Regions from separate parts of the Mus musculus genome. Here regions 1, 2, 3, 4, 5 and 7 are each linked to region 6. Evidence: chromatin contacts called from public Hi-C data. All regions are on one chromosome and are shown on one strand. Each heading gives the region's core, a stretch centred on a gene start, on an enhancer-like site or on the middle of the called end of the contact. The rest is flanking DNA. Distances are from core to core; before and after follow the strand shown. Region 1 holds the start of A730056A06Rik (RIKEN cDNA A730056A06 gene). Region 2 has its middle 240 kb from the start of Gm39035. Region 3 overlaps A730056A06Rik (RIKEN cDNA A730056A06 gene). Region 4 has its middle 47 kb from the start of A730056A06Rik. Region 5 has its middle 35 kb from the start of 4930429H19Rik. Region 6 has its middle 130 kb from the start of Gm6567. Region 7 overlaps Rgma (repulsive guidance molecule family member A).

Region 1 (3,873 bases), core at 666-3,165, 400 kb after region 6:
GGAGAACGATCAGAAGAAAACGGAAGCTAAGGAGAAGGGCACCTGGGCTCAGCTGAAGGGCCAGCCTGTGCCATCCAGAGAAGCACTCTTTGTGAGGACTACGGAAAAGAGCCGGAGATTTTGGAGCCCATTGCATGTAGATTCGTGGCCTAATGTACAAAAAGGAAATAAACGACTAAGACTGCAAAGTGTTAAAACAAAACAAAACAAAACAACCAAAACCCAAGGGGGAGGAGGAAGAAAATGACCCAAGTGATAACAATTATTGTGCCTCTGCTATACACCAGGCTCTCCTGGGTGCTGAGGATGGCATGATGACCCCAAGGTGGTTCCTGATCTCTTGAGTATGATGAGAAGGCCACAAATAAAGGTATAATTACAGATTGATGTCAGAGCTAGGGAAAACAACACCTGGGATTTGAGAATTGGGGACAGGGTTGGAGGAGTGTCCCCAAGCAGAGGATGATAGAGTACAAAAAGGAAATGTAAACACACACACACACTTTCTTGTACAACTCCCTTATTTATAGACAAGGAAACTGAGGCTCAGCAGACCTAAAAGATTTGTCCAAGGTCGAGGCTAATTTTAGAAACGGGGCCAACTGCAAGGCCCAATCCCTTCCTGCTAAAAGCACATGGAGTTTATTTATAGCTCAGTTATAGACTAGTCTAATTCATTTGGCCAATAAACGCAGAACATTGAGTTCAAAACCACATCCCTTAAGACCACAGCATAAATAACGACGAGGGTCTTAATACGGACGATACCTTTTCATTAAATACAGAGTTCTCATCCTATCAAAATTCCAGCGCTTGGTTCAGATTAAGAGAAGATCGGGTCGTAACCCCTGTATAAAATATCCTGGCAGCGCTAACTGTTCAGTGATAATTTGAGTGTGAGCTGTGTGTCCCGGCTGACTTCACACCCCAGCTAGGGTTTCAGACCTATACGTGGTGTTGGGGTGAGACCCTGGAGATGAGCTGCTGGCGGCTGGCTGTGCTCTCCACTGTGTGCGTGAGCTGCATGAAGAATCCTTTTGAGAAGCCCGGAGTTTCCTCTGGCAATCTATGCGAGAAGGGTGCGGGGCGGGGGAGGAAGACGCTGTGACCGGAGGTTACCTCTGAGCTGGACTGCAGAGGGAGGGGTGGGGGAGTACAAGACAGTCTGTTTACTCCAGACTGCGTGTATTCGCGCACTGTGCATGCAATATACATATTATTTATTTTTTCCAATAAGATTCTAAATAGGAGTAAAATCCCTATAGAACAAAGGTGACTTTCGGCAGATGTCAATATTTATCCACGATTGGAAACCTCTAACCACCGTAGGCTCCCAGGTTGAAAACGTGGACTCCAAGCCACCTGGCTCAGGGTTAAGAAAGTTGGATGCGTTAGCGGAAGGGAGGGTCGCTGCACTTGCTGCTCGAACCCTGGGATCGCGAGCCCGCAGGGAGAGTGTGCGCTTTCTGCAGGCTCACCCCCTACGTCCTCACACACCCACTAGCGCGGATCAGCAAGGGTGGGACCGCGGCGGGGCGGGGCCTTTGGAGCCCAGACCCCACCCCTCCCCCTCCCTCTGCTCCGCTCCGCCCGCGCTCGCCCCCCCGCCCGCTCCCGGGGTGCCCGGCCCGCCCCCTCCCTGCCGCGCGCAAACGAACCTCGCGACGCCGCGCTCAGCGGTGGCGGTGGCGGCGACAGGCCGGGCGAGGCAGCAGGTTAGCCCGGGCCGCCCTACTCTGCAGGCGTCTCGGAACTGCAAGCTACGCCGCCCGAGCCCTGCGCCCGGGAAGCACTGGCCAGCCGGCCGCTCCTGAGGCTCGCTCCTCCAGGCGCTCGCAGGCATGCAGCCGGGGAGCAGGCGGAGCGCCCCGGGTCGCTACTGAGTCCGCTGAGCTGCGGGGACCAGCGCCAGCCGGGCCCCTCCCACCTCACCCAGGGGCCCACGAGCGACCGCCCTACACCTAGTCTTCGCGCGCAGCCCCGCCAGCGCCAACCCCCCGCGGGCTGGAGGGGCTCATGCAGCCGCCAAGGTAAGCGCGGACAGCGGGGGCACGGGGTCCTGAGGTCCCCAAGGCGCTGCGGACACTTGCGCTCCGCCGCCTCACTGATTAGTGGCTCCCCCAACCCGGTGTCTCATCTCACACACTTAGGGTTTTGCCTCGGATGACTCGCCTTCGCACTTGGCAGCAGGAAAGTTTTGTGGTTTGGTGTTTTTTCTTTTCCCCCAGCCCCCTAAGATGCTGCCATGAGGGCAGTAGGCGCTGCGCGTGGCTGGGCAGACCCGGCGCCTGTCCCACCCACTGTGTACCGCCTGGAGCTCTCTCTCCTGCGCGGCCACCTCTTCCGGAGGCGAGAGCCCCCCTGACCCACAGAGCTCTTGACAGATCTGATCACCCCGCTGACCCACGGTGAAACCGGATTCTCTCACTTAACCCAGGCCCGGGTTGCAGAAGCTGGAAATGAACGCACCTGCCCCGGGGCCGTCGGCATTGTACATTGTACAGTGTGAGTGACCCTTGCTTAGGAGCGTCCGGTGTGCTAGACTTGGGGTGGTGGCTAAGGGGCAAGGGTCCCAAAAGGTCCGACGTTCCTAAGAGGAAGGCAAGGCACCACGAGGACTCAGCGCCTGACTTGAGCCATGGCTCATCCCTGAGTGTTAACTAGGGGTAGAGGGACAGGTGTATTGGGGGACCGGTGCAAATATGAATGACACTTGGATGCAACTCTTGATTGCATCTTACTAGAGTAGTTGCATTAGATTTTCTCGACGAGGGAGTCAGTTTCCTGAGACTGGAACTTTAATGGGAGCCTGTGTGCTGTTATTATGTGGTGTGGTTTCGGAAGGCGTTGGATTGTATTTATTTTATAAATTGGGTGTCTTGAAGCGGATGGATTAGGGGAAATATCGCCATCTAGCGGAAATGGTGATCTGTACCTTCCTCACAAGCCATGAAGTTGGGCGTTCTCAAAGTTCCCCTATATGAGGAGATGGAGAGATGGGAACTAGCCAACGTGTCCAGAAAGACTGTTTCTCTAGTGCTCAGGCCATCCTGTAAGCGGGGCTTGAGCACCCGCTGCCCGGAGCTTAGCTCTCAGGACCGAATGACGAATTGTATTAGTGGCAGGATATCACCTCCAGGACTGCCATTCCCTTCTGTGTAGTTTTGGGTTCTTCTAGCAAAAATAAAGTAAACGGTCACCTGCCTTTGTCCCTAGGCATCTGGTCCAGGGATCTGGCAAGCCTGTCACGGTCACTTTACTACTCTCTAGTTCATCTGTACCTATATAGTGATTTGTGAAGTTAATGTTAAGCCCTGACTCTTAGAAAAGAGATTAGATGCTAAAGTGTGCTCTTAGGGTAACTGAAGAACGGGAAAGAGCGTCATGCCATCTCCACTGAAAGGGAACAGTGTACCCCCAAATGGCCTCTTGGTTTTTTTGTTTGTTTGTTTGGTTGGTTTTGTTTTGTTTTTTGTTTTTTGTTTTTTTCACACACACAAGGGGAAGAATTTCTGCTGTTCAGGCAGGCCTACTTCCCGGAATGACTGACAGGCAGGATGGCAGCAGTTGGACAAAGGCTCTGGGTGGGGCACCCACGCATCCCGGCGGGCAGGCTGCACGTTCTTTAATGGCTGGATTTGCTGCCACCTTCCAGGCCTGCGGATACTAGCAGGGAATGAGTTCTCTGTGTGAAGGGCGCTCCGGCTCCTTGGAGGGCATCCTGGCTTTCTGCCTGTGATAAAGCGCTTTCTCCGAGAGGCTCCTCTGGGCTTCAGTGGTAGTAAGCAGGGATCCGGCCTCTTTCTTTGCTCTTTTCTCGTAGGTCTTATGTGTCCCAGGCTGTTATTTACTTGTCTATGGAGCCAAAAATGA
Region 2 (4,221 bases), core at 676-3,175, 430 kb before region 6:
ACATCACTGACTGTATCTACAGAGCCTAAAATGCTATCTGCTTAATAGGAGAGGCTAAGGGTTTGTTGATGACTAAACAAAAGCATGTGAAGAAACAAATATAGCAATGTGTCTGCTTCTCTGCTTTTCTTTTCTTTTCTTTCTTTCTTTCTTTTTTTTTTTTTTTTTTTTTTTTTTTTTTTTTTTTTTGTCTATGATTTGATACAAAAGCCTTTCCCCACCTGTCTCCCTTGGAAACTCTGATCCATGCAGTAACTCTGATTCATGCATTATGGTCTGTCTTAATCAGCAAGTCTGATGTAATGCCTCCCTTGGTTGTGTAAGTGAGGAAAAGATGCTGTACCTCTGTTGTCCTTGTGACTTGGGCTTTCAATGACTGCAACATGTGTAAGCATTTAAAAAGAAAATGTTCCACACACACATATTCTCAGAGCTTCAGCCTGGAGACAGGTTTTGATGGGTCTGGCTAGAGATTTGTCTGTGAATTTGTAGGGCTTTTGGTAGATGGCTGATGGGGTGACCCAGGTACCCTCCTCCCTCTAGAAGTTTGCACAGAGCCTCTGAGATGGCCGACCAGGCAGGAGGGATGACTGAAAAGGATATCTTCAAACAGATGCCCTGGCATAAGACACAATCGACTAGCCAAGTTGTTTGTCAGCCTTGGCCTCAATGACTTCTGCTTTTCTGCAAAAGGGTCCTGGAGGGGGAGAGGTATTAATTTCAGTGTATGTTAATGTTTGGTATAAAGAAAATTGTGGAAACTTACATCTTAAATTAGCCCAGCCATCCAGCTTGAGACAAAGTGCCAATCCTATCCACTAGACTATTGTATCTCCCCCTCCCCCCAAGTTCTAAATAAGTCATAAGAAGCCTGTAGATCATAAAAGAAACCTCACTGCAAAACAACTCATTCTCCCTCTCTCTCCCTCCCTCTCTCTCTCTCTCTCTCTCTCTCCCTCCAAGTCAGGAGGTCTTTAATTTTAATTTCCTGTCACATGTGGAAGGTACACTGAGTAACTGGGAAAAAGAGTTTGGATGAGCAAAGCCCCAGCTGAGCTAGTGGATAGAGGTTTGTGGGGAGTTGAGAAAATAGGAGGTAGTTAGTAAGGTGGGAAAATAAATTGATAAGCACACACACACACACACACACACACACACACACTACAAGCCCCCTTGATTGTTAAGATTAATTCTGATCAAATATATGAACCCCAAACTATTAAATTTTTTGCAATTCTTGGGTCTCAGCTATAATTGGAGTTGAATGTTCTGGGGAGATGTTTAACCGTTGTGTGGCTCCTAAAGAGAATCCTTAGACAGCCCTCCGCCTACACACAGAGACATACAGGCAAACCCACTCCCCCAATTCCTGTTTTCATATATAGTATCTTCATTTCTTACCTTCCCTAAAACAGTGTCATATTTTCTTGTGTCAGGGAATAAATGCGGGACACTGGATATTTCCATGCAAAAATACAAACCACGAGGATATAGTCCCCAAACTCTCACTTTTCACTTTGCATCCACAGACAGGAATGGCCACCATGCACTCTTTAAGCTGTGACAGCACATGATCGGGGACAATTGGCCAAATAGTGAATATTAGGGGAATTCTAAAGCCCCAGTGATAGACAAGTTGCCATCCACCTACAAAGGGTAAAAGAAGACATCCTGAGCAGACAGGGTAGGGAAAGCATCCCATGTTTTCTCTTGCTTTCTGTTCCCTGGGAGAGTCCTTGTGAGCACAAAGCCACGAAAACAATAGGCCCAGCTGCAAGGGCAGTAAGGCAATTTATTAGGGAGATGACATTTTTAATGAGAACCACTTGTGGGAGGAGAACAAAGGGCCTGTTTGGTCAGAAGGATGCTCTCCAGTCTCCTCTGAAGTGCATGAAAAAGTAATTTTGTTTTTTCCGCGTCATACTGCAAGCCGTGGAATTTCCTCACACCCCAGATGTTGTCCAGCACAGATGCTGAACAAATGGAGCAACCATCCCACGAGTATTTCAAAAAGGAAAAAAGAAAAAGAAAAAAAAAAGGTAGCTCAGGGGATTTTTATGAGTTTTGTGGCCAAGAAAATCATTAGCAAATAATGAGCTTAGGAAAGAAGGCTGCGGTTAGCAAGATGTGGCCGGACACACAAAACTGTTCACTGCCATCCGAAAGCAAACGGGGAGCTCCGTCTTCAGTAGAGAAAAATAGAAACCTGTGGGTGGAGCTGCGGTATCTGCTTCCTAGTGGGTCTGCTGAAATCAAGTCTTCTGAATATTGTTTTGGCTGGATTCTAAAAATGATTAAACACAGTATGTTTACTCTTTAAAATGTGAAAATCAGAGATTATTCACTGGTACTATTACTTCACACGCCTCCAGAAAAAGAGTAGTTCCAATGTTCTAGCCTCTTTCCTCTGAGAGCGATACTCAGTGTACGCTCAGTCAGCTCTGAACCTCCTCCCTCTCCCTCCCCCTCCCCTTCCCCCTCCCTCTCTCTCTCTCCCTGTCCCTCTCCCTCTTGTTGTCTGTCTCTGTCTCTCACCCTCTCTGTCCCTATGTCTATTTCTGTCTGTCTGCTTGTCTCTGTCCCTCTCTGTCTCTTTCCTTCCCTCTGTCTGTCTCTCTGTCTTTGTTTGCCTCTCTGTCTCTCTCTCCCCCTCTCTCCCTCTCTATGTCTTTGTCTCTATGTCTCTTTCTCTCTCTCCTTCTGTCTCTCCCTCTCTCTGTGTCTGTCTCTTTCTCTCTGTCCATCTTTCTCTCTCTGCCTCTCTGTCTCTATCTCTTTCTCTTCCTCTGTCTGTCTCTCTGTCTCTCACTCCCTCTCTCTTCATCTCTCTGGTCTCAGTCTTTCTCTCTTTCCCTCTTAGTCTCTGTTTCTTCCTGTCTATCTCTCCCTCTGTCTCTCTCCCTCTCTCTGTCTCTTTCTCCCCCTCTGTCTATCTCACTGTCTCTGTTTGTCTCTGTCTCTCTCCTTCTTTCTCCCTGTCTCTCTCTCTGTATCTCTCTCTACCTGTGTCTATCTCTGTTTCTCTCCCTTTCTCTCTCTCTCTCTCTCTCTCTCTCTCTCTCTCTCTCTCTCTCTGAAAGTGAATGTAGGGAATGCAGTATAGATGGAGATGGAAGGAAGAAAGTTCAGCCCAGTTTCTTCTTGGACCAGACATCAGGGGCTGCTCTGTGTCCTAGGAAGCAACAGAGGAATTTGCATGGGCTTTCTAAGTCAGTTTCCTTTCCCTACTCAGGCAGAAGCTTGCCTATGTGTCTTAGGAAGGCCCTGTTGCACCATGTTTCAGGTCAGAATTCAAGAACTAATGGTGTTTGAAAAATCAAAGCAAAAGCAAGCCTCTGATCCGAGTTTCAGAATCTCACAGGGGCACCATCAGCTGCAAAGGCTCCTGGCATGCAGGACCACCAAAGATATAGTACACAGGATGCAGAGCAGCTACAGGAAAGATCATGGGAGAATCCAAAAGGAAGATGCTACTATCCATGAGCTAAGTGGACAGGAATCCTCTAAAGTCTTGCCAGGCTTCCAAGGAACAGGACTCACCAGCAACATTGTCAGTATCATCTCAGCTCTACCTTTATCAGCACTCACCAAACCAGTCAGTAGTGGCAGCTCAGAATAACCTGGGAGACTTCTTAATCCCCAAAGCATATTAAGGCATGAGACCCTCAAAGCTCACAAAGATTAAGTAAAATTGTCCCAGGTCACGCAGCAGATCATGGTGAGGAAGGTTCCCAGGGCCCTGTCAGCAGCCATCTTGGTCCGTCCCACTCGGTAATTGGTCCTTGCATAAATTTATGGGCCATGCTGGCATCTGTTGGGCTCAGCAAAGCAGATCTATAAACTACCATAAACAGACATGCAAGCCATATTTTTAACCTCACCAGAGGATTGTACCAAAGAACGGTTCCATCTAGCTGGGGAAATGGTTTTAAATAAACATTTCAAAGGAAGTAAATCATCTTGAGAGATATGTCAAACAGATGGGAGATAAACAAAGTCAATGAAATTGAATCCATATATGAATGAACCCAGCAGTGGAGATGTGTAGAGGGGTAATTGGTCTAGGATTGAGAGCAAAGAGGAGATAGTAGGCCAAGGCTGAAGATCTTCCCTCTCCTCTCCAGGACCCATTTTCACCGCTGTTTGCTGATGCTGTCTCCTTACATTGGCTCAGCCACACTCAGAAGATGACAAGGTTCAGGAGCAATTAACACTTTTCAC
Region 3 (3,673 bases), core at 841-3,340, 360 kb after region 6:
TATCATGGAGCAGACGCAGATACCTGCCCATGCACCAGGAAAGTGCCTGCTCCATCGTCAAGGCCACCTGGAATTCTTTTTATATATATGTATTTTTTATTAGGTATTTTCCTCATTTACATTTCCAATGCTATCCCAAAAGTCCCCCATACCCTCCCACCCACTCCCCTACCCACCCACTCCCACTTTTTGGCCCTGGCATTCCCCTGTACTGGGGCATATAAAGTTTGCAAGTCCAATGGGCCTCTCTTTCCAGTGATGGCCGACTAGGCCATCTTTTGATACATATGCAGCTAGAGACACGAGCTCTGAGGGTACTGGTTAGTTCATAATGTTGTTCTACTTATAGGGTTGCAGATCCCTTTAGCTCCTTGGGTACTTTCTCTAGCTCCTCCATTGGGGGCCCTGTGATCCATCCATTAGCTGACTGTGAGCATCCACTTCTGTGTTTGCTAGGCCCCGGCATAGTCTCACAAGAGACAGCTATATCTGGGTCCTTACAGCAAAATCTTGCTAGTGTATGCAATGTTGTCAGCGTTTGGAAGCTGATTATGGGATGGAACCCTGGATATGGCAGGCTCTAGATGGTCCATCCTTTTGACACAGCTCCAAACTTTGTCTCTGTAACTCCTTCCATGGCCACCTGGAATTCTAAAATAACCTTCATAACAGGATTTTCCTCTTTTTCTTCTCTCTTATTTTCTTGTTACAAAAGAATAGACGGGGCTCTAAAAAAGATCATATGTTAAGCTGTGATCACACAACTAGAAAATTCCGGAACCAGGTTTGAATCTTGTCCCGTTTCACTAAGGAATGTAGTGTTACTTCTACTCCATTCGCCCCTGCCAGAAACAGCCCGGGGAAGCCAAGTTAGGAGATGCATACGTAATTGAAAGGAGAGCCACGCCTGTGTTCCCTCCAGCTCCTGCTCACCTGACCATGAACAAACATGCTTCCACATTTCAATGTGGCCCTCTCTGCCCTTTGACAGACAGGCACTCAGTCTCCAAATGACAGTTGCTAAGGGATCCAGGAAGCACAGTTTGTCACTGTAAGTGATCTGGGGGTGGGAGTGGCAGAGGCGGTGGGCAGAGAAAGAACTGCAGACAGCTCAAGGCAGAGTTGGGGGTCCAAGTGTCTATCAGTTCAGCCATTCCCACTGTGATCCTCATACCCATGTGCCACGTGAAACAGCAGACGACAGACACCTCACTGCCTTCCACCCTTACAGGCCAGACACACAGACCGACAGCCGGAAGTAAGCATGGCATCCGCCCTACCCAAGAGAGAAAAAGAAAGCAAAGCAAGCCATTCCTTCCCTCTTAATGTACTGGTGGATGGAGGATTGCCTTTCTCATCAGGAGAGAACAGCAAGGCCTGTGAGCATAGGCTGTGTCGAGGAAGAAAAGTGGGTGCTGATTGGCCTTGAAGCTGACGCATTAAACTGGCTAGATTTCTCCTAACTCAGAAGTCTGCAGATGAGGCGGCCTTCACAGCTCTGCCTTGTGGCAGGGGAAATGTCGGACAGCAGGCTGGCAGGAGTACCAATAAGCTGGCCGTATTTGTCACTCTTGATCATTTTGTCATCCTGATTTTCTGCAAGCATGTATCACTTTTATAAATAAGAAGAAAGGTTAAGATGCGCACTGACTACTAGGGGGTCGGGGTCGTATGGAAAGGAAAAGCTTGCCATTTATGGAAAGCCAGGAGCCAACTGTGACTTCTCATCTAAAGGCGGCTTGAACTCATCACCGCATATCCTCGCAACTGCCAACTCCATAAACACGTTAGCTACAAATCACATTAATAACGCTCAGAAGAAAGCGAAGCTTTTATCTGGGAGCTCGCAGATGCCACCTTTGGGGGGTGGAGTCCTATTCCAAGTGAGGATAGCACACCCGTCTTTATATGAGGAGGCGATCAGCTACCTGCCCCATGCTGGCTCCTGAGGAGCAGTCACCGTGCCCTGCCCAGAACCTCTGATGCGCGCACTGTCCTGGGTTTTCCAATCCGATGCTAAGTCTAGCTCAGAAAGAGTAGTCTGTAACTGGTGTCATCCATAAATAATGAGGACCTGAGATTGCCTCAGATTCAAACACATGCGCTTATGATCTCAGCAGACGCCTGGATCATCACAGATGCTCTGTCCTAAAAAGGCAAGCTTGGGGCTCTGGAGCAGTGGAGGATGGATAAAGGCTTTAAAAGAAACTTTATCCCTGAGAATCACAGTGAAGCCAGCCAGTGTGCCCCAGCACTAGAGACAAGTCCAAGGCCAGTGGTCTTGGGAATAGTACTCTCTGAGGTCAATTAAGGTCATCCCAACTCCTTGGCAGGACCCGAGCATTTACTGAAGAGAAGCCCAGGGATCTTTTCTTTGTCAGCACTCAGGAGACAAGCGCCTGGAGCCAAGCCCCGAAGCTATCAGCAAGCCGTTCTTAGTCAAAGGCTGGCCACCTTCCAAGGCAAGGTCTAGGGACAGGTGGCTGCGAGTACAGCCTCCCTCCGAGCTTCATCCCCACAGGCATCCAGTTTTTCAACACTCCCAAGCAGGGCCTTCCAGAGAAGCCATGAGGCCCAAGTGACCCCTGATTTCAAAGGCTGCGGTGAGAAGATGGCACAATTCTTCCCCGTGTGTTCTTTTCCATAAGGTGGCAACACCGTCCCCACAATCATGGGCTAAGAGGCAGATGGGCTTTCACGAGCTGTGGAGAGATGAATCTGTCTGTTAACCAGCAGCGCAGCATTTCTGTGTTTGCTGCACACAGACTTCCTTAACCTAATGGAAGTGCCCTGCATGGACGAGTGGCCTTAGGCAGTAGTTAGGCTACCAGGGAGGCTCCTCCACAAATATAAGAAAGGCTTGCCTGTGTCACAACCCCTAATGAAGCCCCCATGCTCCCAGTCCCTTGTGCCTTTTCTTGGACCCAGAGGCTACACACCCCACTCTTGGCAACATCCTTCTAGAATCAGGTCCATTTTTCTGAAAACTGACCATCCAAATCACATTTTACCAGACCTCCTGCATAATCTCTAGTGACCTAAGGATGCTGTTGTCATGGCCTCCTGTGAGCACCTTAGGCTATGACAATGGCCTCTCAACACTGCCTCTAGAGCAGCAGCGGAACCCAAACAAACTCCGACTAAATGACAGAATCAAAAATCCCCAACCTTGTACATACATATCTCTCTCTTTTAATACCATTTGTATGGAGAGTTCTGAAACCACCCTGGCTACATTTGGATGGTGTTTCCTACCCTGGTTCTCTCTCTACCCTCCTAGCTCTTGAAATCACACCCAATACCCCACACTGCGATCAAAGAGGACACAACTACTGTGCACTTTGGTCCATTGCAAAACTGATCAGCTCCAATAAAAAGCTGGCATTTTACATAAAGTAGAAACAGGGCACAGTGCAGAGAGCACAGTGTGGTGTGGCTTCCTGATAGGCACAAGAACTTCAGGGAAATGGCTCTGACATTCACAGATGATGTCCTAGCCATTGCGCAAGGTCCTCTTTATGGAGTCTTAAAGATGATAGTTTACGGTCAGGTTGGCTGAGGTCTTTATCATCCAGCTCCCTCAACGAGCAACAGCCAGAAGCATCTAACAATGGTTTACTGAGTGAGTGCCTGCTTTAAACAGGGACCTGACGAATGAGATTTGTCTCCAAGG
Region 4 (4,000 bases), core at 858-3,357, 450 kb after region 6:
TTCAACATCCCTTAGCACCCAGCCTAGGGGCCCAGTGATGTGCTCTGATAGCACCACTGTCCAGACGTGTGCAAAGCCAGGCTCCCTGCTGACTACGGGCACATGTTGTCGCCGTGATTCAGTGTCACGGGACCCAAACCATTTAACAGATTGAAGATCTGTGTGAGATGTGCCCCCCTGTACCATGCCCTCCCTGTCAAGGGCAGAGCCAAGGCATACACCTAGGTCAATTTTGCTTGTGATACTCTGTTCAAGTCAAGTTTAAGTCCCAGATAAGTAAGCTTGGTCAAGTCACTTAACCCTCTGAGGCTCCCAACAGCTCCCAGCAATGTCTTCATCTGCTCCCCAGAGGAGAGGAACCCGCAAGACTGGGGAGGAGACGAAAGGCCAGTAAGAGGAGAAATCCAGAGAGCATTTATGCCCACCGGACACACAACCTCAGCACCAGATGTGAGGAGAGAGAGAATGTTCAAGAGCCTTGCTTGAAACAAAGAAACAAGCAAAACCACAGGCTCTTAAACAAAGACCCTGAAGGGTTGATCTAGGAGGAAAGAGCTAAATGCACCCACTCTCCTGCATTGTCAGTCACCAAAGGCCTGGCCCCCCCAGTGGTCAGTGGGATTGTTAAAGAAAACAATCCCAGGGGAACAGCATAGCAATGGCGGGGCCATTGGCCCGAGCCACACGCTGGACAGACTGTGGAAAAGCCAGGCCCAGGCAAAAAGTCCTTCACTCTCCATCAGATGAAAGTGCCATGTGACACTTGCCAAAAAAATATGTGGGGCTTGGAATTTTTTTCAGGCTCCTAAATTTAACCCACAAGAATTCTTTCCTAAATACCACACCGCTCACTGCCCTCCAGAACAGGGGAATTTGCATCTCAAATGTCCGGGGCCAGCACCTTAAGTCTGAGTGCTCCAGTCTTCCTTGTGCATGACAGTTGCTCTGAGTTAAGTCTGAGTGCTCCCATCTTCCTTGTGCATGACAGTTGGTCTGAGTTAAGTCTGAGTGCTCCCATCTTCCTTGTGCATGACAGTTGGTCTGAGTTAAGTCTGAGTGCTCCCGTCTTCCTTGTGCATGACAGTTGCTCTGAGTTAAGTCTGAGTGCTCCCATCTTCCTTGTGCATGACAGTTGCTCTGGTGCAGACCTGGGCCGAGGCCAGTCAGCCTGGCAACCGAAGAGCTTTCGCATAGCCTGTGAGCTACTCTCTCTCTCCCACTCCATCCCCAACTGCCTATGAGTATGTAGCTCAATGTTAGGGCCCTTGCCTATGGTGTGAGAGACCTTAGGCTCCTGGGTTGTGCTCCCCCCACCCCCACCAGAGCAAAAACAAGGAAAAGAACTCTTAGGCTTCTCATATCACAAGCCAGAGTTTGTAAGGGTAAAAACCAGAAAGGACTGATCAGCGAAATCTGATAACTGCCCGGGTAAATTTGGAGGGAAAACTTATCTGAAGACTGGCAGAGGTCCAGGAGAGCCAGGCAGCACTGGAGCCTGTCTCTCAGGCCCAAGCATGGCTCAGAGCAGCGGCTGGGCATGTGAGCTTGGGCAGCAGGCTGACTTGGCATCGGAGCTGGGCTCTGCCTGTTGCTAGCTGTGTGGTCTCCCTTGGATTTTTTTTTTCTTGAGCCTTAGATTCCTGATCTGTAAAATGGAATTACACGTAGCCACCTCCCAGGGTCCTGTGGAAATCTAATGAGCTAATTCCTGGCACAGATGCCCAACATCAACAAGAGAACCCACCGAAAGAGGTCCCGGTGGCAGTGGTACCCAGGAACTTAGTCATTGATGAATCCATTTGTCTCGGGACAAATCCTGTATTCTTGCTGGGGAGATAAACCAATAGTTGATACTTACATAATCTAACGACCCACATGGCAGCAGACTCCAGGAAGAGAAGCAGGTACATTCTGAGTGGCCGCCTAAGGAAGGAAGAAAAGGGATGCTCCTCTTTGGAGGGGTAAAAGGCATGTGTGACTAACTCACCACACGAGTTTCTGGAGCAAGGCATGTCAGAAGGTGGAGAAAGCATTCTACAAAGAGCAGAGTATGCGGGGGTGTGTGTGTGTGTGTGTGTGACGACCTGGAGCAGCCCAGCCCAGAGCTCATAAGACCTTGATCCCTCTCGCTGCCATAGACCTGAGAACCCTGAGCAGTGGCTGAAGAAGGTAGGGAAGCATATAGCTGCTCTCAGTCCCCTCTCATTCCTCCTTCAGGAACAGGATGGCTCCAATCCTCTGGACTCTGGTGGCAAAAAAAAAAAAAAAAAAAAAAAAAAAAAAAAAAAAGAGAGAGATCTAAACATTGGAAGAACCGGGCAGCATGTGGGTTATCTGCGGTTAGGCTGGAGTCTGTGTGCGCCTGCTGCCCTCTGCAGGACAGTTCTAGAATTACACTTACTCTGGGATGCTATGTCAGATACAGAGATGGTCCCACCTAGGGAGGCATGCTAGTGAGTTTTCTGTCAGCCTGAGTCACCTGGGAAGAGGAAACCTTAATTAAGAAAACGCCTCCATCAGATTAGCTTATAGGCAAGTCTGTAGGGGCATTTTCTTGATTAATGATGATGTAGGAGGGCCAAGGCAACGGTGGGTGGAAGGGACCACCAGGGCTGAGTGTGCCACGGAGGGCAAGCCAGTAGGCACCATTCCTGTGGCTTCTGCTTCAGTTCCTGCCTCAAATTCCCGCCCTGACTTCTCTGCATGTTTGGAAGGGCTAAAATGAAACAAACCCTTTTATTCCCCAAGTTGCTTTTGGTCAATGAAGTGAAACATGAAGACTCTTTGGAAAGACAGTTGGAGGGTGTTTTGTTAGGACAAACACGTGAAGGAATGTTTCATTAAAGTGGACACAGGTGTAAAAAGCTAAGGCGGATTCGTGAAGGAATGCTTAGCTGAAGCAGACACAGGAGAAATGATGTTCTACTAAAGCAAGCACGTGAAAGGACGTGTGATGAAGGATTCTTGGCTAATGACAGGCATCGTCCACCTCACATTGCATTTGTCGGGAAACCATGGAGAGAAATGCACCAAAAACTTGTGGCGGTGTGCTGTAGTTTGTTGCCACTTTCAAGGACTCGGGCTGACTGGATGCATGTGCTGAGGCAGGACACGTGGAGGACACGTGATGCTTGGAGGGTAGAAATAGGACTCCACAGAATGACGAAGAGAGCTTGGCTTGCTGGTACAGCTGGCTGTGTAACGCTTGTGGGTCTCTCGTCTTCACTGATCTTCGCTTCCCTGAGAGATGCACAGCTGAGAACTTCTCCCGGGGCCCCTTCTGCTGTCTGGAGCTGAGGCTGAGGCCCGGCTGTCTCTGCTAGGTAGTGTCACTGCTGTTGCTAACCTGATTCTTCTGAACTGGGCTCCTGGTGCATCTGTGAGGTAGTTTATCTGTGAGGTGTTTGCGAGTGGATGGAGCTGCCACTGCCTGCTAACCTGTGAACTGAACTGCAGATTTCCAGACAACAGACAGGAGTTGCTCCAAATAACCTTTCTAAACAAGTCCACTTCCCTCTACCCCCACCCCCATATCCTTTTTACTAACTCTGAAGGGGGGGGGGGCTACAAGAAAGGTTAAAGCGTTTAAGAACCATCATTAAAAACAGGATTTGAAAAAATTAAAGTTACAAGTCATTGTGTTTATCTCTGAAATAGAAAGCAAACATGGACAGGTTGCAGGAGTGGTCTCCATCTTCAGTGCGTCTAGTGGCCCGACCATCCTCTCTAACAATGTGACCAGCCAAGCACATATTATGTATCCTGCAGGGCCTCCATCACGGCTACCTCTGTTGGCCCTTGGTGGGGCTAACAGAACACACATCTTGTAATCTTGCTTCTTTTCTCCCTTAGGTGGCATTTTGTCTGCTTGCAGTTTGCTTGTCTAGAGTACCCACCCCACTTAAAATAAATTCCAAGAAGGCAGGCCCCATGCTTCTGTTGAGAACTCCCTCCAATGAGCAGCCTGTCCCCAGGATCTAGTTGTAATTGTGTCCTTCTG
Region 5 (4,303 bases), core at 1,238-3,737, 300 kb after region 6:
AGGAGAGACACCAGAAGTTCTCTGCTGTGCCTTTCTCAGTGAAGCAAAGATCAGCAAAGACTCGAGACCAACAAGCACTGCACAGCTAGCTCTATAAGAAAGCCTAGCCCATGCATCATCACTTTCGGTGGAGTCCTATTTACACTTCCTCCAAACATCACCCTTCACCCGTACTTTATAAATGCAGAAACAGAAGTACAGAACAGCTCTTTTTAACTTCCCCCAAGATATTCCAGCTTGAGTGGGCAAGTAGTTCCTTGAGTCGAGGAGCTGGTGACTATTGAGGGACGTGGATGAGAAGATGGGATATGAAGATATGAAAGATATGATTCAAAAGATATGAAAGCAGGAAGAAGCTGGATTGTAGCCATCTGCACATATCATGTTAGGAATTCACACACAATTTAACGAACCCTGAAAAAACAAAAGATGATGCAGGGAGCTGGAAAGGACTCCAGGAAGTTGGTGCCATGTCCCACATGGAAAATTTTAGAGCAAGCAAGGTTGGGGGTGGAGTTCCAGGAAGCTAGTCAGATGATGTGCCCTGAAGTGGGAGATAGGAGCCAAGGTAATTCCAAGAGCCATTGGTATGGTAGGTCTAGTCAACCAGGCTCTACTAGCAGACATGATTGATTAACAGAGGTGAAGCAGGAAGGGACAAAACATAAGAGGGGACTTCCACAAAATCATGGGTTCCATGTCAATGGTGTGGACTACCAGAAGAATTCTATGAGAATGTTCAGTAGGGACTAGGTCTTATCTTCCACTATTTGTGGACAGAAGGCTAACTCAAAGTCTGCTGAAAGTTTACTCTCTTAATGTGACCAGAATGTTCCCAGGGACTGGCTGCCTCATCCACGTAGTGTTTGGGAAGAACTGTTGTTTGCTGTGGAAAGCACTGCTGTGGAGAGCATTGTGCCTGAGTCCTCCTAGCCTGTGTGCCTAACCATTTCTTTTTAATTTTTTTTCACATAAATGGATGTTTTGCCTGCATGTCTTAGCTGTGTGCCTCAAGCATACCTGATATTCTTGGAGGACAGAGGAGGGCATCCAATCCCACGGGGGCTGGAGTTACAGATAGTTGTGAGCCATAATGTTGGTGCTGGAATGGAACCCAGGTCCTCTGGGAGAGAAGCCAGTAGTCTTACCAGCTGAGCCATCTCTCTGGCCCCGTGGATTCCACTTCAACAGTGACTGGTTTTGGTCCTCCCAGGAGGGAGTTCTGATCCCACAGGCCCTGGTGAAAGATGACTAGATGAACTTCGCTGGACTATTCTTCCTTTACTCAACATCCTGAATTTTCTCTTAAACCCCAACTCAGATTTGATCCCAGACATATTTGCCCAACACTTTAAAATCACATGTGAGATATTAACGAAATTTAATCTGTATCTGTCTTATTCTTTCATGCTTAACGCATTCGCACACTGTGGACAAACAGCTACTTGAAATCCAGAAAGCCTTTTTTGGACATTTTATCTTTTGTCTCACACATAGGAAGGAACAAGCTGCTAAATATAAACAAGCTTTTTCTCTAGGAGGTTTAAATCTGATTTTAAAGGTGTTTTAAGACAGAAGTAAGAAGGGGATAAAAATTCAAGAATAAGGGGGCTGAAGAGATGACTCAGTCAGTAAAGTGGTTGTATGGACCTGAGTTTGGATTCCCTAGCACCCAGGTAAAAAGCCAGATGTGCTAGCATAGACCTACAATCCTAGCATTGGTGAGGCAGGGACTGGGGGCTTCCTAAAGCTCACTGACCTGCTAGTCTTGCTGAATATGTGAGCTTCATGTTCAAAAAGAGAGCCTGTCTTAAGAGATAAGGTAAATAATGATAAAAGGAAGACACCCACATCTGCTTCTGGCCTCCATATACACGTGCGCAAAATGTGCACATGTGTGTTCGAGCACACATACATATATACATACACACAGACACACACACACAAACATATACATACTCGTACACTTCAAACATACAAAAGCAGAGAAGGAAAGAGAGAGAGAGAGAGAGAGAGAGAGAGAGAGAGAGAGAGAGAGCGCATAAAGCATTGTAGGAAAAGAAAAACTGAAGCACTAAAGCCAGGGGTGTGGTGGGAAATACCAAGGTCACGAACACCATGCCCCATCGCTACCCCATTGACTTCGTGTCTCTCCATGGGAAAACACATTTTCTCAGTAGATAAAATCACTTGAAGATGCCAAAAGAGCAGACACGCTGAGTGACAGGGCTGCTACTTGGTGGATATTTCCAACCATTCCGAAAGGCTTATCTGTTAGTCACCCTGCTGTCCTGGACTGACCTGTGCCCCGCACCCCCCCCCCCTCCGGGGGTTCTGTCCCTGCAGGAGAGATCGCTGCTGGTGCATGAACTGTTTGAGATTAAATTATTTTTATTTGGGAAGTTTGCCCCTTCTCAGGAGAGAAACAGCAGAAGTAACTCTGACTCGGTATTTATTTTACAGCTGCTGACACATCCCAGGGTTATGAAAGATGTCTGCATTCTTTCCCTCTCATTTAGCCAACACTTTGGAGAACTCACTTTTGGGCTCTGCTCTTCGCTGCTCTCTTTCTTTCGAGAACAGACTGACCTTGGCGGTCTTCTTTTCTGCTGAGTCATGCACCCAGCACCCACCCCTGAGCCATGAGCTTGTGGAGATTTGAGGCGCTAAGTAGCCAAGCAGCTGAAGCAAGTGCTTCTGGAAGGAGGAATCCTCAGCTGGAGAAACTTAGGGCAAAATGTAGCTTTTGTATCCAGACCTAGGATCTCCGAGCCCCCTCTCCCACCTCCAGTCTCTCTGACCACAGCCCCAGTTGTTTAGGGACTGTGGGACCCCCCAGTGACAGAAGGGTCTCTTGAAGAATTCACTTGGGCAACTGGATGATAACCAGTGTATATTACTTTGGGCTAAAGTCAGTATTTTGTAGATAAAAGTTATTCTCATAATACAGTGTACACCAAATAACTGAAGCCAGATTCACCAATCTGACCAGGACAGTAAGATAACAGGGCAGGAGGTGGTCTGTTTTAGTCAATGTTCAATTGCTGTGAAGAGACACCATGACCACAACAACTCATATTAAGGAAAGCATTTAAATGGGGCCAGCTTACAGTTTGAGAGGTTTAGTCCATTATCATCATGGTGGGAAACCTGGCGGCATCCAGGCAGACATAGTACTGGAGAAATAGCTGAGAGTTCTATATCTGGATCCGCAGGCAACAGAAAGAGAGAGACACTGGGCCTAACTTTAGACTTCAAAATCTTAAAGCCCACCCCCAGTGACACACTTCCTCTAACAAGGCCACAATTACTCCAAAAAGGCCACACCTCCTAATCCTTTCAAATAGTGCCACTTCCTAAGTGTTCGAATATATGAACCTACAGGAATCATTCTCATGGTCCAAAAAATGTCCTAAGCCATCTCACTTCAACTGTTCCATCTTGTTTGTATCAGCTCCTCAGCTCTTATGTACATGGAGATATTTAAAGGGGATTTGCCCAGAGATTTTGATCTGCTGAAACCAGCTTTGGTGACATATCGTATATGCATGCACATACACACACATACACACACACACACACACACATACACACACACACACACACACACACACACACACACACACACACACACACACATGCAGGAGAAGAGCTGTATGATGGTTGCTGGCTGGTTTTGTTTTGGTTTTTGGGTTTATTTTAGTCTTAGACTAAGGAACTATCATCATTTTTTTAGTATGTTCTTGATGCTACTTACTTATTAATATGCCCCAAGGTTCTCCCACATAAAACTTGAAGTGTCTCAGGAGGGGAAAAGCATAAAATAGGAAAGCTGTCAGAAAAGAACATCACAACCAAAGAAATGTAATTTGTATTGGAAAGCATAGGCAATCCTTCAAGATGTCGCCAAGGACCCACCATCCTTCATTGTCTGCGTCTAACATGCTCTGAAGTTAAAATTCGGGACAGAAATGAGGGTGCACACAGTAACCATGTCAGGAGGATATAATGAACCTCATTAAGTATATTCCTAAAGTCTTTCAGTCTCCCGGGAGTCTTGGAGCTCAGTGTGGGAAGAGCAAATGAGACATCCAAGAAAAAGACAAAATGTATTGTCAGGTGGTGGTGGCGGTGGTGGTGGCAGCTGTGCCCACCTTTGATCCCAGCACTCAGGAAGCAGAGGCAGGCTGATCTCTTGAGTTCGAGGCCAGACTGATCTATAAATTAAGTTCCAGGACAGCCAGGGCTGTACAGAGAAAGCCTGTCACTAGAAACAAAACAAAGCAGACAAAGCAGGTTGACA
Region 6 (3,675 bases), core at 132-2,631:
GTTTCTCTAGACACCTGCACGTACTCACCTGGAGCCCTGAGCACCAAACCCTACTTCACTATGGATCAGACATAGAAGCAGCCTTGAGAATCTGCTCAACTATGGCCAGTATACTTCAAGCAAGTAGTAAAAAAGGCCTTGTTAGATACTTAGTGTTTCCTCTAAAAGACAAGCACATACTAACTGTGAGACCCATAGTTAATTAGTTCTTTTTTGCCTCTGTTCCCTTTTATGTAATATAAGGCAGAAAACACTATCTAGCTCATGGGATCATTGGGGGACTGGATGAGACAATCACGGCAATTAATTTAGAATGCTATTTAGCCAATGGGAATGGCATTAAAATAAATATAAGTAAACACATTACTTGTATGGACAATCATATATGAGCAGAGAATAATGAATAATTTTAGGCGAAGATGAACACATTAACTTTTCATTGTAAAACAACATTTCAATGGTAGTTGACCTAGGTGTTTCTTCTAGAAGGCAAAGCACACTTTCTCTGGTGCTCTCAGCCTTATTAATGGTATTACCATCCATCCAGCTGAAACGACAAGTCATTACCAGCTCTTTCTCCACACTTACACCCTAGCTGTTACCTACTTCTACAATTCTACCCACTGATCAGACCCAGTCTAGTGGAAAGAGTAGACTGGGAAGGAGTAATTAATATGTAGGAGAAGGGACAAATAATTGAGAAACAACTATGACCAAGAGTGGAAACAGGGAAGTAGAGAGAGGATCAGTCAGTAGCTAGAAAAGTCTGGGCATATAGGAACATAGACAGCAAAACCAGCTGCAAAACAAGGGCTCAGAGGGAAGGTCAAGCCCTCCTGTTTATCCAGTGGTCACCAGGTACCACTCTGCTCTAACTCCCTTTAACACACTACTCCATTTGCCTCTTGTGTCTGCTGCAAGGGCCTGGTGGCTTGACTCTCACTTTGCAAATTAAGAAAGTGAAGCAGAAGAAGGTTTTGGCATCTTGCCCAAGGTCAGGACAACACTAGATTTTGAATCTTGGTCTTTCTGAATCTAAACTCTTAGCTTTCTATTTCAGTGTTCCAAAGAGAAAGCCAGCAGGTGTGGTCATAAAAATGATCAGGTTAATTCTACACCATCGGTCAGCACAGATTTAGTAAAAGCACCAGGTAGTAACTATCTTTTCAGGCCGTGTGAGCTCAGTCAGTCATGGTTACTTCCACTGGCTCTCTCGGCACAAAAGCAGCCATTAAAAAAAAAAAAGAGAAATGTCAGGAGTGAATGTGGCTGTATCCTAATTTAAAAAAAAAAAAAAACCTTGTTTATAAAAACAGAGGATGAGTCAGATTGAGCAACAGAAGGTAGGTTTGCCAAGCACTGTGCTAGACTGATTTCTTAATCAGACTTGTTTTTCTCAGACCGTACATATATCTGTACCTTCAGTCCAACTCTTAAACAACACCAAATAAAGAAGACAGGGCTGTCCAGTTGATACGCATTTGTTTGACATTTAACTAAGTCAGGCAGAGGGGAATTCATGCCAACACTTACTTTCTGCCCTCAATTCTTCTTGGTCCCCAAATGAACAAAAAGCAGAACAACAAATTTATGAGAGCATAAAACTTTTAGAACCTAGAAGATAATTCTCCCTTTGAAAATACAGTGCACTACAAGGTTGTGGAAGAGAATGAGCGGGATCAAAAGTTGCTTCAGTGGCCTTGTCAGGAGCTGGCTCTGTGACACCATAGGTGACTTCAACTTAGGGGTCATTGTTTCTGCTACAATTAGTGAAAGGAAAAGCTAGCCTAGATAACCGGCTTCCCTCTGGAGGCCCTGGCCCAGCCATATCTCCTTCAATTTACGGCCTATCTGTCCTGTGCAAACATTCCCACAGACAAATCAGGGCTTTTGACATGAGACCAACTTTTCAAGATGTAGACTGAAGCACAAAGTTTAGCCAGTGACTACCTTGTTCCTGCACCACCACTGGGTACCGTAGCTGTCCACAACAGTTAGTCTCGTTGCTATCAACAACTTGAGAGCTCTAAGAACCCTGCCGGTCACCGATCTCGTACCTCAGTCACAAACATGACTGTTGATAACTCAGATCTGGCCAGAGCTTTGACAACCCTCTGTGTTTTTACTTTCCTTTAATGGATGAGAGGCTGAGTTCCAGGAAAAAAGAGAAAGAGATTAACAATAGCCACTACACTGGATAGTTTTATTTCAGCTTGATGCAAGCCAAAGTCACCTGAGAGGAGGGAAGCTGAGTTGGGGAACTGCCTCCATAAAATTAGGCTGCAGACAAGCCTGCAGGGCATTTTCTTGACCAGTGATTGATGCAGGATGGCCCAGTCTATTATGGGTGGGGTCATTCTTGTGCTGTGTTCTATAAGAAAGCAATCTAAGCAAGCCATGATGATCAAGCCAGTAAGCAGCATCCCTCCACGGCCTCTGTATCAGCTCCTGCCTCCCTATTCTGCCATGTTTGAGTTACTGGCCTGATTTTCTTCAATGAAGAACATTGATATAGAAGTATGGGCCAAATAAACCCTTTTCTCCCCAAGTTGCCTTGGTCACAGTGTTTAATTACAGCAGTTGTACCCTAATGAAGAGAGCCACTCAGATAATATGATACTGAATTACTAGTGGAAGAGTGGTCTCCAAGATCCAGTTCTCACTGTACTGCCTCTGAATAGCAAAGCATTGTCTTTCAAATTCTATGTGTATGTTGTATATACTTGGAGAGTAATTTCTTTTCTTATATGAGTTCCATGAAACTTTCTTAAATGATTTTTTTCATACTAGAAAAAATAATTAATGCAGCTATCGTCATTATGTAGAGGAAAGGGGGACAAAGGAAGAGAGAGAGATAGAGACAGAGAGATTACTGCATCAAATCTCACTTCTGCCACTCTCTGGTGTATCTGGATTTATATTCTGATGGCAGCAATCTGCTGCTGAACACAGGGGACAGACAAATTCAAAAGCCAAGCCTGTGGTTTGCCTGTCCATTGCGTGTTTGGACTCCAGCTGGCAGCAATGATGAGGAAGATGGTAGAAACTTTAGTAACCAGCTGGAAGAAGTTGATTGGTGGTGAATGTGCCTTTGGGGGTTAAAGGCTGCTGGTCCCTCCCTCTTCTCTGCTTCCTGACTGCAGTGAGGTTAGCAGCTTCCTCTCCACTTGCTTCCATGCCATGAGATCCAACCTCACCAGGAGCCAGAATCAATGGAGGCAAGGGTTATAAAATAAAAGCTCTGAGATGAAAAGCCAAAATAAACCATTCCTCCTTTAAGTCGTCCCTGCCAAGTATCACGGCAGAGCCAGAAGACAAACAGCTAGTAGGCCTGGCCAGGTCTCCCCAGTTTGTCAATGTCCTCATAAACAAGGAAAGCCTAGGAAAGTATCACAGCTAAGGAGACTTTAAAACAGTATGACGGCTAAATACAATAGATTCTGCATAGGAGATTGGAGCAGACAGGGTATGGTAAATAAAAACAAAGGCTGACTGAATGCTCTGTAGACTACATTAGTAATAGTAGACTGGTCAAAGGTTGTTAGTTGTCTGGTATATCACACTAAATTTAAGTTAATATGACAAAGAAAGTTTGAATACAAGTAAGTAAAATTAAAACATTTCATGCAATACATACAGAAGGAAGCACATTGGAGTATTTGCCTCGGTCAGGGA
Region 7 (4,250 bases), core at 1,659-4,158, 430 kb after region 6:
ACATCCCAGCCCCTTCCTCTTCATATTCTACCCCCTTTCCCCATGGGATGCTCTATGCCTTGTCTTGTGCCACCCAGTTCTGGGTTGAACACTCACATCCCCTGTCCCTGCCTACTTGACCAAATTCTAAATTCAATGCATGCAGTCCATGTAGACTTTTGGTTCCCAAGGCTCATGGGTCTTGGGTTTCTGTCTTCTCAGCCTCTAATTCTATATGTTAAGGATGGGAGCCTATTTTCTGCCCTTTTCTTCCCTCCTCCCCCACACTCCCAAGCTTGTTCATCATAGTCCTGGAAGCTACAAAGCCATTAGGGTTTTTTTTTTGGGGGGGGGGTTAATTTCTTTTGATTCTGGCTTTTGTTTCCACAGGACTACCTCTGGCCTAAACACCCCATATCTCCCCCAAATACTGTTTCTGATTATAAAAGCAGTAGACATTTTAAAAAGCCAAAGACCAAAAAAGATTTTTTTAAAAGCACTCAAAAAGTTGTCCTCTCACCAACTCCTAGTTAGCATTTAACAGTGTCCTTCCAAACATAGTACCTTCACACTTTCCCAGATACGGCTGCGGGGAGGAGAATAATAATCTTAAGAGTTCTTCAGTGGATTGCATGGCCACAGAGAACCAAGAGCTTCCAGTCGCCCAGTTAATTTGACTGAGTGTCCTCAGGAACCATCATTCCTGATGAGGAGGCAGAGCTGGAGGAGGCGTTACACACAGCCAGTTACCCAGCAGTGCCCAGTGGCAGATGCCAGACTCCTGCCCTTTGCAGATTTTGGATAAACACGGTTGTTAAATTTGCTGTATAGCCTGTTGAAGCTCTGCTGTTGAGCTGGTGAGCCTTAAGATGTGGGTTGGGGGAAGGGAATGCTGGGGCAAGAAAGAACTGTGGGACTGTGATCCTGGGCAACCGTATGAAGAGTGGCCTCCCAGTTCCCACAGTGCATTGCAGTGCTTTCTCAGCCCCCAAAGGCCTTTCCTGTCCTTTCTGGTCCTCTAACTTTGGTTTCCAAGATGGAAACCTGGTCAGGGGGACAAGGCTGAGAGCAAAAGGGAGCTTTGGGGCACTGTCACGGGGCAGGGAGACATGCCAGCAGGGGTTCAGTGATGACTCCTGACCTGTTTCACTCATGCTAGGACACCTAGACACTTACTACAGGGCCATTCTACATAGAAAGGAGTTCAGCGTTGTGCCTCCCACCTGGATACCAGCCTGGCATGCGCTCTTCCAGTACCTGCAGACTGCAGGGAGGGAGACAGTGTGCCTCTGTGGTGGGTTTTTGTTTCTTTTTTTCTTTTCTTCTCCTCAGAGGTGTTTTGACCTGCCGCTGAGCACAAAAGCCTAGATGGCTGGAAGCAAAGTCCTGACTATAAAGCTGTCACCTCAGGTGTGAGCCTGGAGTTAGTAACAGGGGTCATGCTTCAACCAGAACCACCACAGCTCTCACCTGCAGCTTCATTGTCCTGGGAAAACCTTTCTTACCTCCCTTACCACTCGTGCCCAGGGCTGTTTTATTTCTCCCCCAAAGCAGGATGTTCCTGGGGTGAGGACCTTGTCCCTTTGCTTGACCCCCTATGGGCCCGTTACCCAGGCGTGCTCTCAGCCTTCGGTTGATAGGCAGCCTATGCCCTCCCACTATAGGGCGGAGTCAGGGCTTTCCACGCCCACCCTTCTTGCTCAAGCGCTGTTTCTCCACGGCTCCTGTGGGAGCTGGGGAGGGTGGCCTGTTTGGAAAGCTGAGGTGTGCCCTTCTCCTTGGCAGTCAGTCATCAAGGGTGCTTGCAACAACTTGGCATGTGTGGAGGCTGAGGCAGGGCAGCCTTGGCAGGGTGTGACGGAGGAGGCAGTACTGTCCTGCCCCCGGCTCTAGGAGTGGCACTTAGCCACTTCTGTCCACGCTGGGTAGGCAGTGAGTTCACCCTCCAGGGCCCGGCCCCCCAACAATTTTGCCTTCTCTTCCTGGGTCACCTGAGGTTTTCCCCAAAGCTCCCTTTTGCTCTCAGCCTTGTCCCCCTGACCAGACTCGGAAGGAAGCACGTACAATTCCCAGTAGAGCTAACGGGTGGGAAACACATTGCCATAAAGTGGCGGTTCTGGGGCCCTTAGGCTGCCTGGCCCTGGAATGTCACCCAGGAGCGGTGATCCCTTCTAGGATCTGCAGTGATAGATTAAGTGAGGCAGGCTACGCAGCACCTGGGAAAAAATCCAGTCTGCTGGGTGTGTCCCTCTCAGGATCTGGGGCCAAACACCTGGGTGTTTACGCCAGGATGATTGAGTGAAATTCTTGCAGGAGCGGCGCCAACAGGGAGCCTCGGGCATCTGTCCTTGTCCCGTAACACCCCCACTCCATCCCCACGCCCACCAAGATTCATTACTGTGGGACTAGAATAAGCAGGAGACCCCTACTTAGTGCCCTTCCCCTACCTCCTTCAGGATGCTGATGCGACCCGTTTCCAGAATCCTATCTAAGGTCTGCTTCCCGCACTAGGTGGACAGTGAGGAAAGGGACACGGAGACTTCAGACTTCAGGGTTGGCCCCTCCCCGAGGCAGGCAGACTTATAGAAGATTCCTTCCACCCGCCTGTGTCCTAACTGAAGCTATTGCCTCTTAAGTCCTACTGTTCACTAAGATAGAGCACCGGTGCTGGGGCTGCCTGCCGCTGGGGCTTTCTTTCGGAGCTCGTCACTGGCTGAGGTCATCTTGCAGGTGCTTCATTCCTAGGCTTGCCAGGAAGGTGAACTCCCCTCCCCCTCCCAAGGGCGGTTCCACCGAGGGAGCTAAGCTTGGGAACCGTAAGGTTCCAAAAGGCCGAGGCACACAGCAGGACACCGCTTACACTTCAGAGTGCCAAGTGACAAAGGGAACAGAAAGAGCTTGCTGAGCTTACAGTACCTCAGAGCCACTCACATGCAAAGAAGCTAGAGGCCGGAGGAGAGCAGAAGGGTGGTGGGAACGCCAGCAGTGGCGACTCCAGGGACACCTTTCCTTTTTCATCTAGTGCCCCCTGGTGGCAGAATCTATCAGGATGCCAGCCGATTAGCGGGCGTGGGGGCTGGGAGGGGGACGGGACGATTCCTGTTGCACCGGCAAAGGGCAGTGATTTGAAGTTGGGCAATAGCTGCCTCTTGAGAGTCTTCACTGATAAGGCCATGCCTCCATCCAGACTTAGATGAAACATTCCAGAATTCGTTAAGGCCAGCCCCACCTAAGCACAGAGTGTGTTCCGAGAACGGCGTCCATCACAGTTCCCAGCGCACATCAGGAGCCAGATCTCCGAGCAAGTAAATCAGTTCAGACAGTCGCTGTGCAGGCAGAGTTGGAAACGTCTTGACCCTGGAGCTTATGTTCCAAGGGATACTTACCTCTTTAAGAGAAGGCAAGGCTGTCTCCCTCCCGTAGTACCCTGCCCCTCCCCTAGGCCTCTGAAACCTGATCTAATCCCTTTGCACGCGGGTAATTTATTGGTCTATTGGGCTTTTCTTGGTGGCAAATTACATTGTCTTTATTCCTAGGCTCTGGCCCCGGAGTGCCTCGAGGAATTCCTAAGACTCCTTTCTCATGGTTGATCCTTCACACCCCCTCTGGGCCCCGGCAAAATAAGTTTTATTGGGATGCTTTGTCATGCAAACAGGGTGGTAATAAGCAGGCTATTATTCCGAAAGATTGGGCTTGATTAACAGCTCAAAGGAGGACTTGAGAACAAACGGATCTGTTGCTGTACTAGCAGAGCAGATTTTTTTTTCCTTATCATGCGGGTCCATTTAGTATTCTGAGATCCTGCTTTGACTTTCTGCCTCCCAGAGGGGTTGCCATCCACCGAAAAGTAATGACATCTGAGCCTGAGCCATGTGGCTCAATCCAATTGGGAGGCACTGTGGAGCTCTACCTTTAAAATGTGAGTGGCCAGCTATGAGCGCATACATGCTCCCTGAACCCTGGATACATGGGAGACCCAGGGTTCCACCAGACAGAGTTGGACACAGGTGGGGTTGGGCGGGGCGCGGTGTACGCATGACATCTGAAGTCTCAAAAGATGCTTTCAGTGTGAGTGCTGTTCTCGGAACACACTCTATGCTTAGGCGGGGCTAGCCTTACAAATTCTGGAATGTTGCATGATGGTATCAGCAAAGATTATCAAGAGGTGCAATTCACCGGGTAGTGTGAGAGTCAACAGGGACCCAAGAAGCTTCCTCAGCCCCACAGTGATTAGAAATAGAAGAACTGAGTGAGAGAAAGACAGAATCAAG

Evidence for each region. Hi-C and Micro-C count contacts between places; a contact is called where the count stands out from the background.
Region 1: a contact with region 6 is called in a Hi-C map of uterus, with 4 times the contacts expected there. The contact joins the promoter of A730056A06Rik here to the enhancer-like site in region 6. A contact is called at or near these places in 11 of 39 promoter capture datasets (3T3-L1-derived adipocytes, cancer-associated fibroblasts, cranial neural crest and 5 more), 1 of 15 datasets of contacts at CTCF or cohesin (the NIH/3T3 cell line), 15 of 484 Hi-C or Micro-C datasets (cortical neurons, differentiating embryonic stem cells, embryonic fibroblasts and 5 more), 13 of 115 datasets of contacts at active chromatin or transcription factors (the NIH/3T3 cell line, craniofacial prominence, embryonic basal ganglia and 9 more) and 1 of 9 other capture datasets (embryonic stem cells).
Region 2: a contact with region 6 is called in a Hi-C map of uterus, with 4 times the contacts expected there. The contact joins two enhancer-like sites. A contact is called at or near these places in 6 of 484 Hi-C or Micro-C datasets (muscle stem cells and uterus) and 1 of 115 datasets of contacts at active chromatin or transcription factors (fibro-adipogenic progenitors).
Region 3: a contact with region 6 is called in a Hi-C map of uterus, with 4 times the contacts expected there. The contact joins two enhancer-like sites. A contact is called at or near these places in 5 of 484 Hi-C or Micro-C datasets (all in uterus) and 1 of 9 other capture datasets (embryonic stem cells).
Region 4: a contact with region 6 is called in a Hi-C map of uterus, with 4 times the contacts expected there. The contact joins two enhancer-like sites. A contact is called at or near these places in 2 of 15 datasets of contacts at CTCF or cohesin (both in embryonic stem cells), 16 of 484 Hi-C or Micro-C datasets (differentiating embryonic stem cells, embryonic stem cells and uterus), 2 of 115 datasets of contacts at active chromatin or transcription factors (astrocytes and fibro-adipogenic progenitors) and 1 of 9 other capture datasets (embryonic stem cells).
Region 5: a contact with region 6 is called in a Hi-C map of uterus, with 3 times the contacts expected there. The contact joins two enhancer-like sites. A contact is called at or near these places in 3 of 484 Hi-C or Micro-C datasets (nephron progenitors and uterus).
Region 7: a Hi-C map of uterus shows a contact between it and region 6, with 4 times the contacts expected there. The contact joins two enhancer-like sites. A contact is called at or near these places in 8 of 39 promoter capture datasets (3T3-L1-derived adipocytes, cranial neural crest, embryonic stem cells and 3 more), 8 of 484 Hi-C or Micro-C datasets (cortical neurons, embryonic stem cells, muscle stem cells and 1 more), 14 of 115 datasets of contacts at active chromatin or transcription factors (the NIH/3T3 cell line, differentiating embryonic stem cells, embryonic basal ganglia and 10 more) and 1 of 9 other capture datasets (embryonic stem cells).

What each region holds. Positions count from the first base shown.
Region 1 is chr7:73,373,859-73,377,731 of GRCm38.p6, forward strand. It overlaps A730056A06Rik (RIKEN cDNA A730056A06 gene), which reads right to left and starts at 1,916. Exons shown (of 2, transcript NR_040325.1): 1 at 1,659-1,916. Rgma (repulsive guidance molecule family member A) reads left to right here and starts at 1,662. Exons shown (of 4, transcript NM_177740.5): 1 at 1,662-2,030. The coding sequence starts at 2,017.
Region 2 is chr7:72,539,851-72,544,071 of GRCm38.p6, forward strand. No RefSeq gene overlaps it. Among named protein-coding and RNA genes, the nearest start is that of Gm39035, 240 kb to the left of the region's middle. Within about 2 kb of position 1,926, at least 78 of the 459 cell types and tissues checked have an H3K27ac peak or open chromatin away from gene starts, as enhancers often do. A contact at or near this core is called in fibro-adipogenic progenitors, muscle stem cells and uterus, where this site is marked.
Region 3 is chr7:73,332,676-73,336,348 of GRCm38.p6, forward strand. The region is part of intron 1 of A730056A06Rik (RIKEN cDNA A730056A06 gene); the gene reads right to left. Among named protein-coding and RNA genes, the nearest start is that of 4930429H19Rik, 24 kb to the left of the region's middle. Within about 2 kb of position 2,091, at least 21 of the 459 cell types and tissues checked have an H3K27ac peak or open chromatin away from gene starts, as enhancers often do. A contact at or near this core is called in uterus, where this site is marked.
Region 4 is chr7:73,420,289-73,424,288 of GRCm38.p6, forward strand. No RefSeq gene overlaps it. Among named protein-coding and RNA genes, the nearest start is that of A730056A06Rik, 47 kb to the left of the region's middle. Within about 2 kb of position 2,108, at least 43 of the 459 cell types and tissues checked have an H3K27ac peak or open chromatin away from gene starts, as enhancers often do. A contact at or near this core is called in uterus, where this site is marked.
Region 5 is chr7:73,273,589-73,277,891 of GRCm38.p6, forward strand. No RefSeq gene overlaps it. Among named protein-coding and RNA genes, the nearest start is that of 4930429H19Rik, 35 kb to the right of the region's middle. Within about 2 kb of position 2,488, at least 39 of the 459 cell types and tissues checked have an H3K27ac peak or open chromatin away from gene starts, as enhancers often do. A contact at or near this core is called in uterus, where this site is marked.
Region 6 is chr7:72,970,695-72,974,369 of GRCm38.p6, forward strand. No RefSeq gene overlaps it. Among named protein-coding and RNA genes, the nearest start is that of Gm6567, 130 kb to the right of the region's middle. Within about 2 kb of position 1,382, at least 15 of the 459 cell types and tissues checked have an H3K27ac peak or open chromatin away from gene starts, as enhancers often do. A contact at or near this core is called in the NIH/3T3 cell line, cancer-associated fibroblasts, fibro-adipogenic progenitors and 3 more, where this site is marked.
Region 7 is chr7:73,396,778-73,401,027 of GRCm38.p6, forward strand. The region is part of intron 2 of Rgma (repulsive guidance molecule family member A); the gene reads left to right. It overlaps LOC115486533 (a long non-coding RNA gene), which reads left to right. Exons shown (of 2, transcript XR_003946803.1): 2 at 1-4,250. Among named protein-coding and RNA genes, the nearest start is that of A730056A06Rik, 23 kb to the left of the region's middle. Within about 2 kb of position 2,909, at least 133 of the 459 cell types and tissues checked have an H3K27ac peak or open chromatin away from gene starts, as enhancers often do. A contact at or near this core is called in muscle stem cells and uterus, where this site is marked.